Regions from separate parts of the Mus musculus genome. Here all the other regions are linked to region 3. Evidence: chromatin contacts called from public ChIA-PET and HiChIP or PLAC-seq data. All regions are on one chromosome and are shown on one strand. Each heading gives the region's core, a stretch centred on a gene start, on an enhancer-like site or on the middle of the called end of the contact. The rest is flanking DNA. Distances are from core to core; before and after follow the strand shown. Region 1 has its middle 31 kb from the start of Atp10a. Region 2 has its middle 88 kb from the start of Atp10a. Region 3 has its middle 6.2 kb from the start of n-TEttc7.

What was found. ChIA-PET counts read pairs in DNA pulled down with a chosen protein or histone mark. HiChIP or PLAC-seq counts read pairs in DNA pulled down with a chosen protein or histone mark.
Region 1: a BATF HiChIP or PLAC-seq map of CD8 T cells shows a contact between it and region 3, with 6 read pairs. The contact joins two enhancer-like sites. A contact is called at or near these places in 6 of 39 promoter capture datasets (the 3T3-L1 cell line, 3T3-L1-derived adipocytes, embryonic stem cells and 3 more), 1 of 484 Hi-C or Micro-C datasets (CD4 T cells) and 4 of 115 datasets of contacts at active chromatin or transcription factors (CD8 T cells, effector CD8 T cells, embryonic fibroblasts and 1 more).
Region 2: an RNA polymerase II ChIA-PET map of memory CD8 T cells shows a contact between it and region 3, with 94 read pairs. The contact joins two enhancer-like sites. A contact is called at or near these places in 7 of 484 Hi-C or Micro-C datasets (CD4 T cells, CD8 T cells, the HPC-7 cell line and 4 more), 3 of 115 datasets of contacts at active chromatin or transcription factors (CD8 T cells, bone marrow-derived macrophages and memory CD8 T cells) and 1 of 9 other capture datasets (embryonic stem cells).

What each region holds. Positions count from the first base shown.
Region 1 is chr7:58,625,110-58,628,465 of GRCm38.p6, reverse strand. No RefSeq gene overlaps it. Among named protein-coding and RNA genes, the nearest start is that of Atp10a, 31 kb to the left of the region's middle. Within about 2 kb of position 1,520, at least 107 of the 459 cell types and tissues checked have an H3K27ac peak or open chromatin away from gene starts, as enhancers often do. A contact at or near this core is called in CD8 T cells and memory CD8 T cells, where this site is marked.
Region 2 is chr7:58,568,041-58,571,482 of GRCm38.p6, reverse strand. No RefSeq gene overlaps it. Among named protein-coding and RNA genes, the nearest start is that of Atp10a, 88 kb to the left of the region's middle. Within about 2 kb of position 2,067, at least 22 of the 459 cell types and tissues checked have an H3K27ac peak or open chromatin away from gene starts, as enhancers often do. A contact at or near this core is called in CD8 T cells and memory CD8 T cells, where this site is marked.
Region 3 is chr7:58,391,214-58,394,921 of GRCm38.p6, reverse strand. No RefSeq gene overlaps it. Among named protein-coding and RNA genes, the nearest start is that of n-TEttc7, 6.2 kb to the left of the region's middle. Within about 2 kb of position 1,926, at least 25 of the 459 cell types and tissues checked have an H3K27ac peak or open chromatin away from gene starts, as enhancers often do. A contact at or near this core is called in CD8 T cells and memory CD8 T cells, where this site is marked.

The sequences.
Region 1 (3,356 bases), core at 271-2,770, 230 kb before region 3:
TCTTATCATGTTGCCCGAGTCTGTTTGTATATCTTTAATGTATACAAGTACAGACAGAGTCAGATAGTGCCAGTTTTATTTTTGAGTAGACAGAAAATTCCTGCAGCATGCGGGAAGTGCTGCGGCATTTTGCTTCTCTTGAGCTCAGGAAGGAAACGAAGCTTTAGGAAGTAGAAAATGAGACCTGGAGACATGGTCAGTGGTAGATTAGTTGGCTGCCAATGAAAGGCTCTGAGTTTGATTCCTAGGACTGGGGTGTGGTCAGGGAGTGTGTGGAAGCACAATCTGAAGTGTTTGTTATTCTGATGGACTATGAGCCATGGATGTCTTTGTAGGAACTGGTGATACAACTACATGCTATTTTTAGGTAACTTAACCTTCAATATATTAATAACACCTTTCAGTTTCTCTAATATTATTTATCAGTGCAAACTATTGTTTTTAACAAATACATTTTAGAGTAGTTTTATATTTGTAGTGAAATTGAAAGAAAGGTGCAATATCCCTATGTACCCTTTGCCCCTGTGTGCATTGCCCTACCTCAATCAGAGTATAGGTAATCATAGGTAATCACTTGCTTTTGCCTTATTATCACTTAAAATCTCTGTGCTTAGGTTTCACTCTTGGTGCGCACTCCATGGATTTGAACTAATGTATGATGGGAAGTACTTATCCTTACAATATTTAATTGTCTTTCTCTGCTGACACTTCTCTGATCCTCCAATTCACCCTTCCTTCCCATTAACCCACAGCAACCATTGAGCTTTCCTCTCCCTCCTTTCCCTCTCTCCCTCCTTGTCCTGCTTCCTTCTTTCTCTCTCACCTTTTCATCTTTTTCTAACATTAGGAATTCAGTCCAGGATCTCACATGGTGCTGGACAAATGCCCTATGACTAAGTCACATCCCAGCTCCTGATTTTTTTCTTGTCTCCACGGATTTATGTTTTCAAGAATGCTACATTCCTAATTCTTTTTTTTTTATTCACTGACATACATTTGCATTTCTCTCATACCTTCTCATATCTCATTGCTTTTTAGAACTGAATAATATTTCATTCTATCAATGTACCACAGTTTATATACCCACTCACATGAATAGTTGTGAATGCATGCTTTCATTAAAATTTTTTGGATGGGAGGTTATGATTACTTTCCAGTGCTGGGGGATGGAGCTATGTTTGAGATGAATGAAGAAACTGAACAGCTCTTGGAATTACTCAACTTCCCCACGTGGTGCTAGCTATTAGCCCAGAGCAGCGAGAAACAAACAAACAAACAAAGAAACAAACAAACAAACGACCTTGGGCTTTTGCAATTCTGAAAAGAGAGATAATCAGAACACAGGCATTTCTCTGCAGTTGCTTCAGGCTGCCAGGGACTGCAGCAGTTCTGGTGGATGCAGCCAACTCAAGTCTGAAGGGCAGCCAGAGTCAGACATTTGAAAAGTGGGAAAGCATTGCGATGGTAACAAAATATTTCTCTGTAAAGGGGCCAGGCAGAAGTCTTACCGCAATGACTTTTAGACTTAGAAACCCTCAGAGCTTTCTCAATAGAGGGCTGTCCCACGCTGGTGAGAGGCTCAGGCCACTCTTCAGATCTTTGTGTCAATGAATAAGAACATAACTTTCTCTGAGGGTGATCTCCCTGGGGAGAGATTATATGCAGTACTTATGATTTCATTACAACAGTTTTAAAATAAATACAGTCAGGAGAATAACAACCACTCCCAGATTCCCTTAGGCTCTTACCGTTTCAGGGTGCCCATGGTACGCTCCACCGGTTTCCTGTAAGTTTACGTGTGAGTTATTTTTGGTCTTTTGCTGCAGTGAATAAACACCCCACCTACATATTTTCATATTTTTACAAGTAGATCTGTAAGCTAGGTTCTTGGAAGTATGATTTTAGGACCGTGAGTAAACAGTGTGATTTTGCTTGGTATTGTCCAGTTGTTCTCTGTCACAGTGCCGCCAGCATCTGTTCCTTTGGCTCAGTGTGGCTTTTCATCAATAGTTTTTATGTTTGTCATCCTAGCAGATGTGAAATGCTGTCTCAGTAGTGCATTGGCTTGTGTTTTTTCTATTTATGTGAGGTGAATTACCTTTTCCTAAGATTAAAATTATGTGTATTTTTTTCCTGTAAGGTGATATATACTCAAAAATCAGTTTTCTATTGTTAGTCTTTTCTTTTAGTGGTTCTAATTTTCAAAATTTGAGTCAAACTTAGACTACTTTCATTCAAACTTAAGATATTTTCTTTTGCTGGAAGATAAAGAGATTTAGTTCAGTCTTCTATGTTTAAACTTCCGTTATAATCATATTATACAGCTCTCTGTATCAGCCAGTTTTATCTCTGTAGATCCAATCAACCCTCTCCACTGCTCCTTAACCCTTCTATCCTGGCAATGTTCTCATTTTACTTTCCTGGTCTCTGTAGTAATTAGGGGCAGTGTACTACATAGTTACTTTAGGCTGTGTGCTTGCATCTGACGATTTGGATCTGGGAGCCTTGAATACAAGAGAACATGCTGTGTTTGCTTCTCTGGGCTGGGTTACCTCACTCAATGTGATCTTTTTTGTTCTACTCATTTACCTGCAAAGTTCATGATTTCACTTTTGTTTACACCTAAATATCCCATAGTGCTTATATACTACATTTCAGGTGTGTGTGTGTGTGTGTGTGTGTGTGTGTGTGTGTGTGTGTAGCCCTAGCTATCTTGAAACTCACTCCATTAACCAGGTAGCCTTGAAATCAGAGATCCATCTACCTCTACCTCCTAAATACTGGGATTAAAGGTTTATGCCACCACACCCAGCTCAGGCACAATAAATTGTTGGCTTTAATTCTTAGCAAGCAGAGTCCTACTCAGAAAGTCCTTTCTTAAACCTATACCACCTATCTATGCTTTCTTTTAACAATTTCAGCTTTAGGTTTCATGTATAGGTCTTTGATCCATTTGGAGTTAGTTGGGCAATACATACAGGTCTAGTTTCATTCTTCTGCATGTGAGCATCCACTTTTTCCAGAACCATTTGTTGAAGATTCTTTCTTTTCCTCAGCTTCCGTTCTTGGTGTCTTGGTTTGATACCAAGCAGCAGAAGCTATGTGTGCTCCTGTTTGGGTCTTTGATTTGTTCTATTGGTTAACATTGTTTAGTTACAAGGCACTGAGGTGCATATTTAACATACCAAAGCAGACCTAGTATCCAGGTTCTCCTAGCATCTTTCAGTCCTATTTAGCATACCCTGCCCCCAACCCTTAACTTTGCAGCCCAGGTGCTGGTCTACACTTCCCCATGAGATTCCTCCCTATATAACCCAGGGAGTTTTTGTGCTCTCCTCCTCCTCCTCCCTCCTTCT
Region 2 (3,442 bases), core at 818-3,317, 180 kb before region 3:
TGAGCTGCTGTGTGGGTGCTTGGAACTGAACTCAAGTCCTCTGAAAGAATAGCAAGTGCTTTTAACTGTCAAACTACTGTCACCCTAGTTTCTAAATTTATTATTTATTCAACCATTCAGTTATTATATAATATTGTAACTTCTGTCTGTGAGTTCTGGAAATATCAGTAAAATTTTGAATGGTGTTTGTTTGTTTTTACCTGCTGTCTTCTCATTTTCAGAGCAAGTTTTCAAACAATAGACAAAGCCAGAGCTTCTTTCATTCTCTCTCCTCCCTTAAGTTCTCATCCCTATCTTTCTTTAATTAAAGTGGATAATTTCCAACTAGCACTTGTGTCTCTTGGTGTCCATTTTCCCATAAAAGTAAAAAAAAAAAAAAAATCAGACAGCAGGATGCTACTGAAATTGCTTCTTTGTCGGTTTTTACTTCATTCTCAGCTTGCATTTACAAAAGCATTGGCCACATGCAGATCTTTACTGATGCAATCCCTCGGATATCCATAGCCACCTGGGAGGATACAGTAAACATATAGATAATAATGTACTGTGATGTAGAGATAAAAAGAAGCCATAGGCAGCTGAGGCCCTGGAAAGAAGGGGATCATGCCTGAAGGAAGTGATGCTGTTGGCAGGCAGGTGATGGAGCAGTGCTCCTTCAAGCAGGAAACGCAGCATGAGAAAAGACAATGAGAGTAGAACATCCAGGATTTGAGCTGGTGTTGGATCACAAGTTTATTGTGGGAATTTGTAGATGAGACCTCATAGAAGAGGGCATCAAATCACAAGGTAAGGAGGGAAGATTTGAGGCTGAGCTTCCATGACACTCACAGATGGCTGCTGAGCAAGGGAATGGAATGATTAAAATGGGATTTTGGAAAGACAGAAATATAACTTAGATTTGATATAATGAAAACATTGGCAAAGGGGATAGAGAGCGGCCTTGGCAACCTACAAGAACTGACTGACTTTGGAACTCTGGGAAACTAAATTGTTACATCAATATCTATATTTACATTAGCTATCAAAGGATAAAAAGGGATTAGGTGAAGTGATGCTGGGGCTTGTCACTTTCGTGTGGAAGAATGATAATGGAATTGCCAAGAACATTGAAGCTGATAGTACAGATTTGCATGTGACGTAGAAAGATAAGCAGACCAGTTCTGACATTAGCTGACACAGAAAGGCATCTGATTCCCAAGGCAGTTTAGATATCTTTGGTGCTGGGATGTATTGGACTCTTCCTGCTCTTCCTCCACCCTTCTCACCAGTTCCTCTTCCCTGTATCTTCTTACCCACTCAGACTGTTGGCCACATTTATTCTAGATACTCCACTGATAGCTGCCTCTCTTGTTCTCTGTGACCTCTGACTTTAATTTCTTGTGAGTCTCCTGTGCTCCCTTGCTCTCTGAGTCCACATCCCTACTTTCTTACTCAGTTGATTCTTCCAAAACATTTCCCTAGGAGGCTCAAGGTAAGGTCAGAGCTTCACTGACTGCCTGTAAAGAAATGATATCCAGAAAGAAGCATTTAGCTTCTATTGGGTTATTACAGTTTGGATCTTAAATATCTCCAAATATCCATGCGTTATAGGCATGATTATCAGCTTCTGAGTCCTGCTGTCAATTAGTGAAATCTATAAAAGATAGACCTACTGAGGTGAGGATGTAGGACATGCCTTTGAAGGAGATATTGGGTCTGTGAAGCCCTCTGTCTGTCTCTTTGCTGTCTGATGAACTGAGCAGTTTCCTCTACTCAAAAGTTTCAGCCATGATTGCCACTGTACCATAGGCTAAATGGGTCAAGTGAGCCCGGACTGAAATCTCTGACAGTGAATGTCAGCAAACTCTTTCCCTTTAGGTTGATGTTTTTATGACTAAACGCAAAATATCTTTCCTGCTTCATGTTAAGAAATCTCATAGTAAATGCTTACATCCTTACTGAAAAATACTTATAATGGGGCATTTGCCAGTGGAACTTCCCCTTGTTGCTCAGTGACTCCAGCTTGTCATTAACATGACATATCAGCCACCATGTCTTGTTGGCATTGTAGGCTCTTGCTCACTCCCACTTTCATGTTATTTAGTCTCAGACATTCTTCCAGGTGGTACTTCTGTCTCACCCTGACACAGACCCTGCCCATGAGGCTTCCACAGACTCTTTCCCAGTCTTTGACCAATCCCACCTGAACTGGGAAAATGCTTGAATGATTTTTGAGTGGGTACTGGTTTTTCCCTTTAGGAGAGACTTGGTGTTTTCTAACTACTGGAATCTTGTGGGTGAAATCCAAAAATTCTGTTAGGTACCCTACAATTTTCAAGGTGGCCCTCACAAAAATTATCTTACCCAAAATGTCAGGAGTACTGAAATGAGCTTCTCAAGCCTAGAACAACAGTTGCAAAGTACACCCGACACTCTCACTCTAGGAAGCAGCCTGCACTTTTGCTGTTGGCTTCCTGCCCCTGCCCCCCCCCCCCCATTCCCCCAACTTCCTCTGCCTAGCACCGTGGATATGATTGCCACACCTCAGGTGCTGCCTTGGTTTATCTTCAGCTGAGTTCTTTCCTGTCCTCTCATGTTTTGTTTTGTTTTGTTTTTTAACTTTCATTGTTCCTTACTACATTCCAGATATCTCTCTATAAAATGTCCTCTGGGACTCAGTCTTCCACCCCTTATGATTGACTCAGGGATGCCTCTGACTTCCCATAGCTTTCTCTTTGGGGCCCAAGAAACTGTCTTTCTCACCTCTGGAGGCTCAGTTTTCAGCTGGAGTGTTAGAGTTGTAGTGAGCAGAGAAATGTATCTGGGTTATGAGGCCCTCACTCTCCCAACATCCCACCAGAGTTTAGAAATTGCATCCTCTTAGGAGATGGGTGACGGTGAGGCTTCAAACAAAAAAGAGAAAGTATTTTTGGGAGATACATAAAGCCTCAGGGTGGGGGTAGCTTAGGTCAACATTTGTCTGGGCTCTCTGAGGGATGTTGTTTATACTGTGAGCTAATCTTATAGGGGAACTAGTCTTCAGTTCCAAAAAGAAACTTGTCTCTTCCTTGAACTGGCAAGATGGCTCAGACAGGAAAAGATGGACACCCCAAGCCTGACACACACACACACACACACACACACACACACACACACACACACACACACACACACAGCACTCCCAAAATAAGTTTAAAACAGTCTTTTAAAGTCCTCTTCTGTGTTTCAGGAGTGTCATGAGTAGAATGAGAGTAATCCTCCTAGACTCATATGTTTGAATGCTTGGTGTGGGATGCTCAGTGGGGAAAGGACTGGGAGGTGTAGTCTTGTTGGAGGAAGTCTCTGAGATGTGTTGGAGGGTGGTCAGCTTTGAGGTTTCAAAAGTCTACACCAAGCCCAGTCCTTATCACTTTCTCTCTGTCTGTAATTTGCCTATCAGACGTGAGCTCTCAGCTACTTCTTC
Region 3 (3,708 bases), core at 677-3,176:
TCTACTTGTATATATCCAGTTTTACTGGCACCATTTTTAAAAGATCCTTTCTTTTTCTCCATTGTGTATTTTCAACATCTTTGTCTAAAAACAGGTGACTGTAGGTATCGGATCTTATATCAGAGCCCTTGGTTCTATCTCATTAAACTATCTATCTGTTTTTGTGTCAGTACCATACTGTTTATACTTTTTTATAAAATCACAGAACTATTAGAACATGGCCTTGGGACTTGGAAAGGGTCAGAAGAAATGAGGTTCCCAGAAGCTGAAAGTCACTTGTGGGATTCAACCTGGGGCTGTAGGGCAAGAGCTCTAAGCTCTTGTTCCAGCAGCTCTCTCAGTTCCATGGCCCTTGTTTGGTACATGCCCTCCTTAGGGTATTCCCAAGTTGTTGTAAAGCTGCCTGACTTGTCTCAGGTCTTCCGTCTAATGATTTTGTTAGTCCATGTTCAGCACCTTTAGTAGTTGTTAATCACATACTGGATAGTAACTTCTGGCATTCTAAATGTGGTCTGTGTCCTCAGCCTTTTTCCTTTTCAGTCTGATTCTCTAGGGAGTCTCCTAGCATGACCTTTTGCTTAAAACCTTCCATTCTTGAAGGAGAATCAGTCTTCTGCAGTGAAGAGCTTCCTGGTGGCTTATCTAATCTCATGTGGTTAGTCCTAAATATGTATCCGTAAAGAAACACTAAATGGATGCCATGAGATATGACTTACATTTGTATAAGCACAGACCAAAACAAGTCCATTTGTCACTCACAAAACACCACGTGTCCTTTCCTTGGCTAAGATTAGCAACTACAAATCCTTGTCAGTTTACATCACGTGGGTCTCTAGTTTGTTTGATTTTCCTATAAACTAAATTATTTGAAACCCTCCATTGTAGAATGTCCTCCACTCTCAAGTGGTATCAGAAGACAGCAGTCTTCTGCTTCTTTAGGTTTTTCCTTAACTTACCCAATCAGAAGCTGAATCATGTAGCTCATTTCTAGCCCTGCTAGCTAACACCCCCCACCCCCGTTTCTATATTGTATACACTCCCTTCACTGTACCTAGTCATCAACCTTTGTTAAAGCAAGTGTGACCTGCTGGTCCTTCATTAAATCACAGTGGCATAACACAGCCGAGGCAGCCTCAGTGCTGCACTGCTCTTACCTAAGCAGGTCTCCAATATTTCATAGGAAGCTTTTAGTATTGGGTTTATTTTGTTTTCTTGTGTGTTAGGATGTAGGAAAAATTTAAATTATACTTATTTATTTGCTTACTTGGGCTTTTTGTTTGTTTATTGATTTATTGTTGGGAAGGAGACTGGGAAGCATGCTAGTACCATTGCACCTATGAGGAAGTCAGAAGACAAGCCTCTGAAGTTGGTACTATCATTCCATCAGAAGAGTCCAGGGGACCAAACTCAGGTCATGTGCCTTGCCACCAAGCACCTTTACCCTCTAAGGCATTTAACTGACTAGTAATTTTTACTTACTCATCCTTAGTTGTATTTTTTCTGTCTCAGCATTGCATTCTAGCATGTAACATGTGGTAGTCTAATACCCTTTTTCCAGCATGTGTATCTTGGACCCACGATGGAGATGCTTCATCTGTACACTTACAAGTACTGAGAGAGTAAAATTTTTCCTAAGTAGGATCCTGAGGAGTAGGTTAGCCTAGGATCATCTCAAATCTTTAGCCTTTTTTTTTTTGTATGCCTGAAGTTTGTGCTTTTTGGAACTTTGTTAGAAAGCTTCTAATTACAAAAGCTTAACTTTACCAACTTCCTAAGATTAAGAGCACACAGGAACCACTACTGCAGACACACAGTATTCTTGGTATAATTGTACCTGCCCCATACTCAGATTCTGGTTCATGTTTTGTCTGCCCAACTCTAACTCTCACTCTGGGCGCATCTTTTTGTCATAGTTTCACTAAGATGACTCAAACCACAGTGCCAACCTCAAGAAACCGTTGGCATACACAAAGTATTCATCTGAGAAGCACTTCAGAATAGGAAGAAAGCCTTGGCTGATAGGAAAAAGTGGCTCCCACACAGGTCCTTCTGAAACAGCTAAGCTGATGAAAACTGTGGAAGATGACCCACTATGAAACATGTTTAAAAAACAAATATTTCTGAAGACTCACTATGTCTTTGCTGACAACTGTAAGCCTTTTATTCCAGACATGACTGTAAATAATATATTGTCCAATGAGTCTCTGCTCTGGATTTACATTGTGCAAATCTAGACACTGAATTGAAAAAAAAAACTTTACAAGAGATTTGCTTAAAAGAGAGCTGGCTGAGTTTCACAAGGGAGGCATTTCTCCTCTCATCTTAGTCTTGTGGGCGTTTTGATCTTATGTCTTGATGCTCTCAGAACCCCCATTCTGTCAAAACAGGCTTTCAGAAGCTCTTTGCTGAAGCCATATAAATGACTTTCCTCTTTCTTTCAGAAGAAAGATACATTTTTATTTTTAATTATGGTGCTGGGGATCACTCCAAGGGTGTGGGGAAGATAAGTACTCCAGCACGCAGACACATCTTCACTGACTCTCGGTGCCTTTCTGAAGGCTATTTCTCATCTTTCTTCTCCCTTATGAGAAACTTGATACTGTAACTTGCCAAAAGCGATTCATTTCTTCTCAGTACACTCTAAGAGCTTTAATACAGCTATATTGTATACAAACATGTCTTAAGAAAAGAAGAATAAAAGTTTTCATATTATCTTCTCCCATGTACAAAGTCCATAGGCATTATGATAATAGAAATTACTACCGAGAGACAATAAGAGAATATTCACCAGGTAGTGGTGATGCACGCCTTTAATCCCAGCACTGGGGAGACAGAGGCAGCCAGATTTCTGAGTTGGAGGTCAGCTTGGTCTACAGAGTGAGTTCCAGGACAGTCAGGGCTACACAGAGAAACCCTGTCTCAAAAAACAACACCAAAAAAAAAAAAAAAAAAAAAAAGAAAGAAAGAAAGAAAGAAAGAAAAAGAAAAGAAAGGAAAGGAAAAGAAAAGAAAGACAAGAATATTCACTCTTAAAGAAAAACTTTGAGTCTGGAGAGATAGTTCAGAGGTTAAAACACTGGCTGCTCTTCCAGAAGGCTTAGGTTCAAATCCTAGTACGCACACGACAGCAAATAACTGTACTTCCCAAGAATGCCATGCCCTCTTCTGGACTCCAAGCACACCATAAGATTCACAGACACACATACTATTTTTGTGACTTACTCAAAGTTTAAAGTTTCATGTGTGAATTATTATTCAGTTGCACACAATGGCTTATCTCACCCCAATTTATCTTCCTTTGCCTTTGGTTTTCCCTCTTTTTCCTCCTGATTCTTTCTTAAGGTTTGATATTGTGAAATTAAGACTCACTAATTTCAGAGGAGAGAGGCTGGAGGTTAAATATTATCGCCCAAAGCTGGCGATTCCTTCAACCATGCATATGTAGTCAAGTCTCCACAAGAATCCACTAGATATGACCATGCAGCTCAGTGGTAGAATGTGCAGTATGCACAAGGCCCCTGATTTTATCCCCATCACTGTAGAGAAAAAGAAAAAGAAAACCAAAACAGCATCACCCTCCATCCCCCCTCACACCACCAATAAAAACCCCAAAGTAAAGGGTTTACCACTTTTCTATTATCTCTTTCTATGCACCCTCTGCAGCATCCTTTATAATAAATGGAATTCTCTGAGCCTGTCTAGCATATT